2 separate regions of the Mus musculus genome follow, and region 2 is linked to region 1. A link is a contact called in public Hi-C data. All regions are on one chromosome and are shown on one strand. The core of a region is the stretch at or near the end of the contact, and the rest is flanking DNA. Distances in the headings are between cores, read along the strand shown.

Region 1 (3,954 bases), core at 1,028-3,527:
TTTGGACCGTTCTTTGACATCTCTTTCCCATTTAAAAAAAATAGTGTTCCAGTCTTTACAAAAATAGGGAAAGCCCACAATATTAATTGATTGTGAGTGCTCAGCTGGCCGCAGAGAAGTTGCCCTGTAAACATCTGTAGGACTGAAGTTTTGTTGAACCCACTGAGCCATTTACTTCTCAGAAGTGCAGCCCAGGCTTCCTTAAGTATAACTACCTCACGGAAGACACATTCAGCCTTACTAGTAATTCTGTGGAGAGGTAGGGGACTGCTCTCTATCATCCTTCCAAAGGAGATAAAAGCTGGACTCTGATTTGACAAAGCTGTGACCAAATCTATGGCCAGATCTGTCACCTGTGAGATTAATTGTGACAGGAGGAGTGGGCTTTGACAGTGTCCCATACCAACTGGCCCTTCTGCCGTTATAATTGTGGGCCCTGGGATACTGGCAACTGTGACATTTACCAAGCAGACCAGGATAGAATGCTCTGGTTTGGAGGCTGCTGGGGGCTTATGACTCACTTAAATTTACATCCCCTGTGCCCGAAGGATAGGCAGTGTTCAGTAAACACTTGCTCAATCAGTGAGTCAATCAAAGTTAGGAAAACATGTGCAGACACCCTAGGGATTTTAGAGAGAAACATTATCAGACTTTGTCTCTCTTGGAAGGATGGACATGAGAGGACCGTGTAGTAAGTTTAGAAAACTTAAACCATCACAGCTCGAGGAGGCCAGTGAGGGGACGGACTCAGCTGGCTGCCTTGGGTCATGAAGAGTCAGTCTTACATAAGCAAATATAAGCCTGGGAGTCAACGATCATTGAGAATTCTTTTATTTCAGGGCTTAGTTGCTTCTTCCCCGGATATGCAGAACCTTGAAGTATCATAGTCCTTACTGGGTCCCAGTTGCCCCAGATCCTGTACGACACAGAGGTAACGAGCAGCATTTCTTACTTGCCAGGCTAGTTATCAGAATTTACTCTGAAGATGCATCTTGCAATTAGCCCGGAGGAAGATGGGCCTTATGGGGCACTTCCCTACCATGTATCACCATGGAGCCCCTGGGAGGGAGACTCCATGGGGCTGCTTTTCCACAAGATGCCACCCCAGCAATGGCAGACTCAGGATATCTCGGAACGGGTAGATGATAGCATCATGTGCTCAGAAAAATCCAGCCCTTTCTCTCCTACCACACTAAGAACGAGTAAGGATTTTGTGGCCATAAAACCTAAGGGAATTTGGAAGAAGCTCCTCCGAGAAAGGTTGCAAGCCCCAATTTATTGATTTCTTAGCTTCCTATCAACCCTCAAGTTCTGTGATGCTTGTATAAATGAATGGATTCACCTCTGTGTGTTGAACACAACTCCTTCACCCTGCCCCCTCCTTTTCAGTCACTTGATAACATATTTAAATAAAACACACACACACACACACACACACACACACACACACACACACACACCTCTAGTCAGTTCTAGAGTGAATTATTTAAAATAACTGACTGACTGAATCTCTGCTCAGTGGGTCCAGCATTTAAGTCTCACTTAGGCCCTGGCTATACTTCTTTTATTTCAGTTTTAAAAGACATCTCCAACAGAGAAACGGCTTGAGGCTGCAAAGGGCAGCGTCAGAATTCTTTTCTTTCTCTGCAGTCAGTGACAGGGCAGACGAATAGACCATCACAGAAGCATATACCCACTCCAGATGGGGAAAATGTTCCTGTTGCTTTTCCTGACTTGAGGCTAAATTTGGCTTTCACACCCAAACCACTTCAGCCTCAAAAAGAAAAAAAAATAGTGACAGCTCTCCACTTAAGTGAGGAAACTGATAATTACCTCCCAGGATGGTGTGACAGTTATGTGGACCTAAGGACTTAGCAGACAGTGGAGTTCTGTGCGAGGGAATGGATCTCAGCAGGTTTTTGCCCTCATGTTGCAAGTTGTTAAAATTACCATCAATGTGAGGGTGTCCGTGATTGGCAGTGTCTCGTTCTAAACTTGGGGTGGTGGAAATTCTCGGTCCGTGGCATCTCTCTTTGTTGGAAAACACTCTCCATCTCTGCTCCAAAGCCCAAGCTTCATGTCTCTCTGCACCAACTCTTCCTCTTTCATTAAGAGTATTATTATGCTGTTCGGTGTAGATGCTCAACTCAGAAACTCCCTAAGTGTCTAAGATGGCAGCAGCCAACCCAGAATGTGTTGAGAAGCCCATCCAGGGCCAGGATGGCCAGCCAGATCAGTGGACTTTCAATGTAGGGCAAGGGCTGTTGTGTATGTCTTGTTATAGGACAAAGAGGAAGTCTGATCAATCAAAGTGAAATTAAAAATTAACATGCTTCTGTTTGCTCACTTATAATCTTTGAAGAGGTCAATACCCAGGGACCCGAGCCAGCAACCTGGTTTGAGGCTGGCCACAGAATATGCTTGAAGACCAGTTTGGGTAAACAGGATCGAGAGCAGCTGGGCAGGATTGGGGTTAATTACAGTGAGGATATGGGCACTCACAAAGAGCTTAAACATCCCTTTCTGAGGGCTGGCGTTTGTGCTGCTGGCATGGAGAGTTGGAGAGGACCTGGAGTCTTTGGATGGCATGTGCTCCAGTGGTTCGCTCCAAGGAAGACCAAAGATACCAAATGCTCTCTCTCTCTCTCTCTCTCTCTCTCTCTCTCTCTCTCTCTCTCTCTCTCTCTCTCTCTCTCTCTCCCTCTCTCTCTCTCTCTCTCTCTCTCTCTCTCCTTTCTCTCTCCCCAGGGCAATATGTCAGTTAGAGGTGTAATGAAGCCAGCTAGAGATGAGACTGGTGTGTTATAGGAGACATATGTAACCAGACAAAATCTAGGAGTGGCTTGTTCCCATTATCCCTTTCCTTTTTTAGTGTGTGTGTGTGTGTGTGTGTGTGTGTGTGTGTGCCTATACCTGGGAAGTAGATATTCCATTATAATTACTGACTTAAATATACCTATTAATGTTGTCTTAGGGTTTCTATTGCTGTGATAAAACACTATGATCAAAAATAACTTGGTGAGGAAAGGGTTTACTTCAGGTTATAGTTGCCATCCATCATCCAGGAAGGAAGGGCAGGGATGTGGAAGCAGGAACTCAATTAGTAGACATGGAAGAATAATGCTAACTGACTTGCTCCGCATGTCTTGCTTAGTCTGTTTTCTTATATCATCCAAGATCACCTTCCCAGAGCTGGCACAACCCACTGTGATCTGTGCCCCCACTCCCCATCAATCATCAATCAAGAAAACGCCCACAAGTTTGATCACAGGCCACTCTGGTGAGGACCATTTTCTCAGTAGAGGTTTCCTCTTCCTAGATGACTGTAGATGGAGTCAAGTTGACATAAAACTAGCCAGCATAGCTGTAAACTGTACTTCCCAGAAAAAAGAAAATTGCTCTGGTATTGAAAACTCTACAGGCCCAAGTGACTGAATTATCCTGGAGACAATTTATCCTGGGCTATTTTTAGTCCCTTTTGAAAGCAACTCATCACTATCCTGTACCAAACCCAACACCCTTGTAGCTATCAAAGCTTTAAAAGTATTTTTAGCAGACCTCTAGCCTCCACCAATCCAAAAGCTAAGAACTCATCAGACCTATAGCAGAATTTTCTCCATTCTGCGATTACACATTAATCTGTGGCACTAACAATGTATTTAGTAAATTATTGATCCATGACTTTCTTTGTTATATAACCAATAGGCTCTCTTATAAGCACTTCCTCACGGGAGCAAGTTTTCCACAGCAACCTGAACCCAGGTTCCAGGGCCAGGACCTTAACATCTGCATTTGGCTCTAGCATCTGTTTTTACTCCCTTTGAGGTGAAAGTTGTGGAAGTTTTTGTTTGCTTGTTTTGCATTGACAGCACAGTTACTAGTCTATAGTTACTTAATAAACACTTGATGGCTGAAGTTAAAAAAAAAAAAAAACAAAAACAAATGACTGGACAA
Region 2 (3,906 bases), core at 693-3,192, 130 kb before region 1:
CTAAAGTCCATGCTATGTACATTTACATATCCAGTCATCAACCCACTATAGACTTGAGAGTGGATTTCAGGGTCATATTTACCCACATAACTCCCAAAAGCTCATACCAAGAGATAACATTGAAACAAGTAACCGCTTAGCTAATATCAAACTCTGTAGTGGCTCTTCTGGACACAGGGCATGTGACATTCCAGTAAGGGAGGGGGTGGGCCAAGATTTCCAGAGGGAGAGTGAGCAGAGCAGATGGAGAATCATTAATCCACAAATCCGCGATCAGCAAGCTGAAAGATTCTAAAGCATGTTTACCATGATCAAGTAGATAAAAGGGAGCCCTGTGACCACTCAGGCGGAACATCAAAGCAACCATCACAGCCTTGCGCCCAGGTGGGGTGCCTTCCTCTGAAGGTGAGTCTTACCCACGTGACTCTTCACACAAGTCGTGTATTCAAGCTGAGTGCTGATTCGCTAAAGGTGCAGCCCTTTGAGGATTCGGGAGAGAGACAGAAACAGAGAGAGAGAGAGAGAGAGAGAGAGAGAGAGAGAGGCTGTTCATTCTTTTTTTTCTGGCTGTCCTGGAACTCACTTTGTAGACCAGGCTGGCCTCGAACTCAGAAATCCGCCTGCCTCTGCCTCCCGAGTGCTGGGCTTAAAGGCGTGCGCCACCACGCCGTGGAGGCTGTTCATTCTTATAGACTCCTTCACAAGGGATCACTTGCCTTTTCAAAAGGCATTGAAGGGGGGCACGTGACTACAGTTTAAGCTCTCTGCAAAGGCCATCTTTATCTAATAGACAGCAATGCGGTCTAACCCTCAATTCTTCAGTGCTTTAGACTGGAACACTTGAAATGTTTAGGCAAATCCCCACATGCAGAATGCCATTCCCTAATGGAGCTTGACTTTGGAAGATTTTTATTTGTGGAGATAGGTGGGGTATTACCATAAGCAACCCTGTCCTCAGGGGCTGGGGTATAGTCCTGGAGACACTGCGTTCCTTTTGTCCAATGGTATCAGTTCCTTGCCCTTGGCGAGCCTCACACTTCTCCAAGTAAAACTTAAGGGGCTCTCTGAAGAATACAAAATATCTACTTGGAAAAACTTCAGGTCTAGTTAACAGGACAAGAGCTACCTAGGCATGAAATGTAACAAAATGACAAACTGGAAAAAAAGTGAGCTTATCAAAACCATTTGTCAGTCGTTAAAGCATTTTTCCCCCCTTGGTTACACTGGCGATTTGTTCATGGAGTCCATCAGCTGTGCCCTGGTGGTCCAGATTCCATGCCGATTGTACTGTGATTGGTCCAGATAGAAAAGATGTGATGTGAACAAGAAAAGCACCTAAGTACTAACAGGATGAAGAGGTATGGGGTGGAGACGAAGAAAGAAAGATGAGGCAGTTGCTGTTTTAAGTAGGAGAGTTGACAGGAAAGATCTGAAGAGAGGGAAGGAGGCAGTGAGTGCCTGAGCAAAGCATGTTCCAGACAGAGAACCTCAGAGGACAAGATCTGGGTACAGGAATCTCTGGTGGCTTAAAGAGCACCAGAGAATACAGAAGAACTCTCCCCTCCCCTCCTGCAGCCCGCTGCCGAGGCGACCGCCCTCTCTCCTCTCAGTCATCTCTGTGATCTCCCTCCGGTCTCTGATCCATAGGCTCACGCAGCTCCATCTTGACCACTCTGCTTTGCGTGGGACCCGTCAATCTCCTGTGTCAGATAAGGATTCGGCTTACACGTTGTGCCTCCTCTCCTTATCCCTCCCAGTGTCCGTTACACAGGAGTTTTAGTCACGGCCCCAGCTAGCAGTGTATATGCACCACGTGAGACTCTTGTTTCTAGGTCTATCAATTTTGTGAAGAAAGATTTGTTGGGGCAGTGCAGACAGATCACAAGGCCAGGCAAAGGGTAGAAGTCTGGATGTGGCACAAAGTCCAGAGGTTTTGAAAGGTGCAGAGTTTAAAGCTGATTTGTTTAGGCCAGCCTCCCTGGGCAGAGATGATGAAATGCCCATTCTAGTGCCAGAAGTGTAAATAGAGATTAAGATGTCAGTGCACATGGGTCTGGCCTGGTGTGGCAGAGCTGCTCTTGGGAAGACTAGAGAGTTTAAAGACATTACATTTGAACAGTTAGAGGGTCTGAGGTGCTAGGTTCTTTCTCATGGGCAGAGAAAGAATAGCTTCTCCTTCTTAGGCACAGTTCTACTCATTGCTGGGATACTGTGTCATATATTTGCCCGAGTGCTGTGAGACCCAATACCCATCCCCTCCTCTTCAGCTATCAAGGGGCTGCCTCAGACATCTTTCCAAGCTTCTTTGGCATCATCTGGCTTCTAGTCTCATTTCACCCCTGGGTGCCTGTAGAGGGTACATCTTGTGTATTGCCTGGATGTATCACCTGTCAATTAAAAAAACAAACAAACAAACTATGGCTTACAGGAAAGGGTAGAATCCATGAGGCAGAAAGGATTCTGGGATAGATCGAGGCATGGGAGATTTGCTCAGGAAGATGTGAAGAGACAGATGCATGGTCTCTGAGCACAGGTAACCAGCATGTGGCAAATGTAGATTAAAATAAATGAGTTATTTTAAATTATGATCGAGTCAGAGAAGAGCCAAGCTATATGGCCAAGGTATTTGTAAATATATTTAGACTCTGAGTCTTATTTCTGGGAGCACGGGGCTGGGAGGAAGACCAGACCTGACTTTTGCAGGTGCTCAGAAGGGAGGTTGATATTTTGTCTCCCATTTCTCTGCTATAGGAGGTCTCTTAAGTTTCCAGCCCCACTCTGATACCCTGGCTTTTGGGTTTTACTAAGGTGGTCGTAGCTAGCAACTTGTGACCATGTTCACCCTTGTATCCAGGACCTCAGTATCCAGTGTTTATTCTAAGTTCTCCAACACTAAGACTGGTTCCCTACATGAATTCATACGCATTTGACCATTGGATAGAGGCTATGTTTTCTCTAATGCACGTGATCAATGCATGTTTTCAAACTGAAGTCATAAACCAATCGGTTCCTAACCAGTGAATGAAAATAGTACTGGACTTGAGACAGCTTTCACATTATTGTTTGTATTTTTAAGTCCTAAAACTTGTTTTTGCTCCCTTTCAGTGCCAAAAGTTCTTTTCTGCATCTAGAATGTTCTCACAAATGTGACCGTATCATGTGAGAATGCTTCAAGGACGGCTGTTTCCTTGAGTACACAGTTATTACCTCTGCAGGCCACTCAAGTCCTTCCCCCTTTGCCATAGGCTCTTCTGCAAGCTTGTCTCCAAGTGCTGTCCCACCCAACCTGCCCTTGTGCCATACTGAGCTCTCATCGCCCCTCAGCTTCTTGCACTGTGTGTAAGCATGCACACCGCCCTTTGTGCATAAACTGCTTTCCCTTCTTTACCCTCTCAATTGGCCTGACTCAGTTTATTTTATTTTATGTGTTTTGGTGTTTTGATTGCATGTGTTTTCTGTGTACCATGTATATATGCCTGATGTCTTTGGAGGCCATGAGAGGCCATAGGAGCCCCTGGAACTGGAGTTACAGACAGTTGTGGACCACCATGGGCATGCTGGGAATTGAACTGAGGTCGTCTGGGAGAACAGCCAGTGCTCTTTACTGCTGAGCCATCTCTCCAGCCCTCCCACTCAGTTTTCAAGCCTGGCCCAACTTTAGATTACCTACCCCATGTTTCTCACACCCTCAGTCTCTTTGGGGTTAAGTACTGCTGGGTCTGTCTAGCTCTGTCATAAGAGATGAGGTCACACTCTTGGACAATGGGAAACTCTGTATTTTGTGTATACAAAAAGTAGCCTTTGAAAACAATGGTAGGAAGCAGGCGCCTGCCCTCTGAATTGGAATGGCTGAGATTGTTTATAAGAAATTTGGCCTAAAAATCAGGCCTTAAACATTTTTTTTCA

Evidence for each region. A called contact is a pair of places that touch in the nucleus more often than the background predicts.
Region 2: a contact with region 1 is called in a Hi-C map of liver, with 3 times the contacts expected there. A contact is called at or near these places in 4 of 484 Hi-C or Micro-C datasets (liver, nephron progenitors and ventricular fibroblasts) and 1 of 130 datasets of targeted methods (the NIH/3T3 cell line).

Annotation. Positions count from the first base shown.
Region 1 is chr19:36,662,499-36,666,452 of GRCm38.p6, reverse strand. All of the region lies in intron 2 of Hectd2os (Hectd2, opposite strand), which reads left to right. Among named protein-coding and RNA genes, the nearest start is that of Hectd2os, 25 kb to the left of the region's middle.
Region 2 is chr19:36,793,532-36,797,437 of GRCm38.p6, reverse strand. No RefSeq gene overlaps it. Among named protein-coding and RNA genes, the nearest start is that of Tnks2, 39 kb to the left of the region's middle.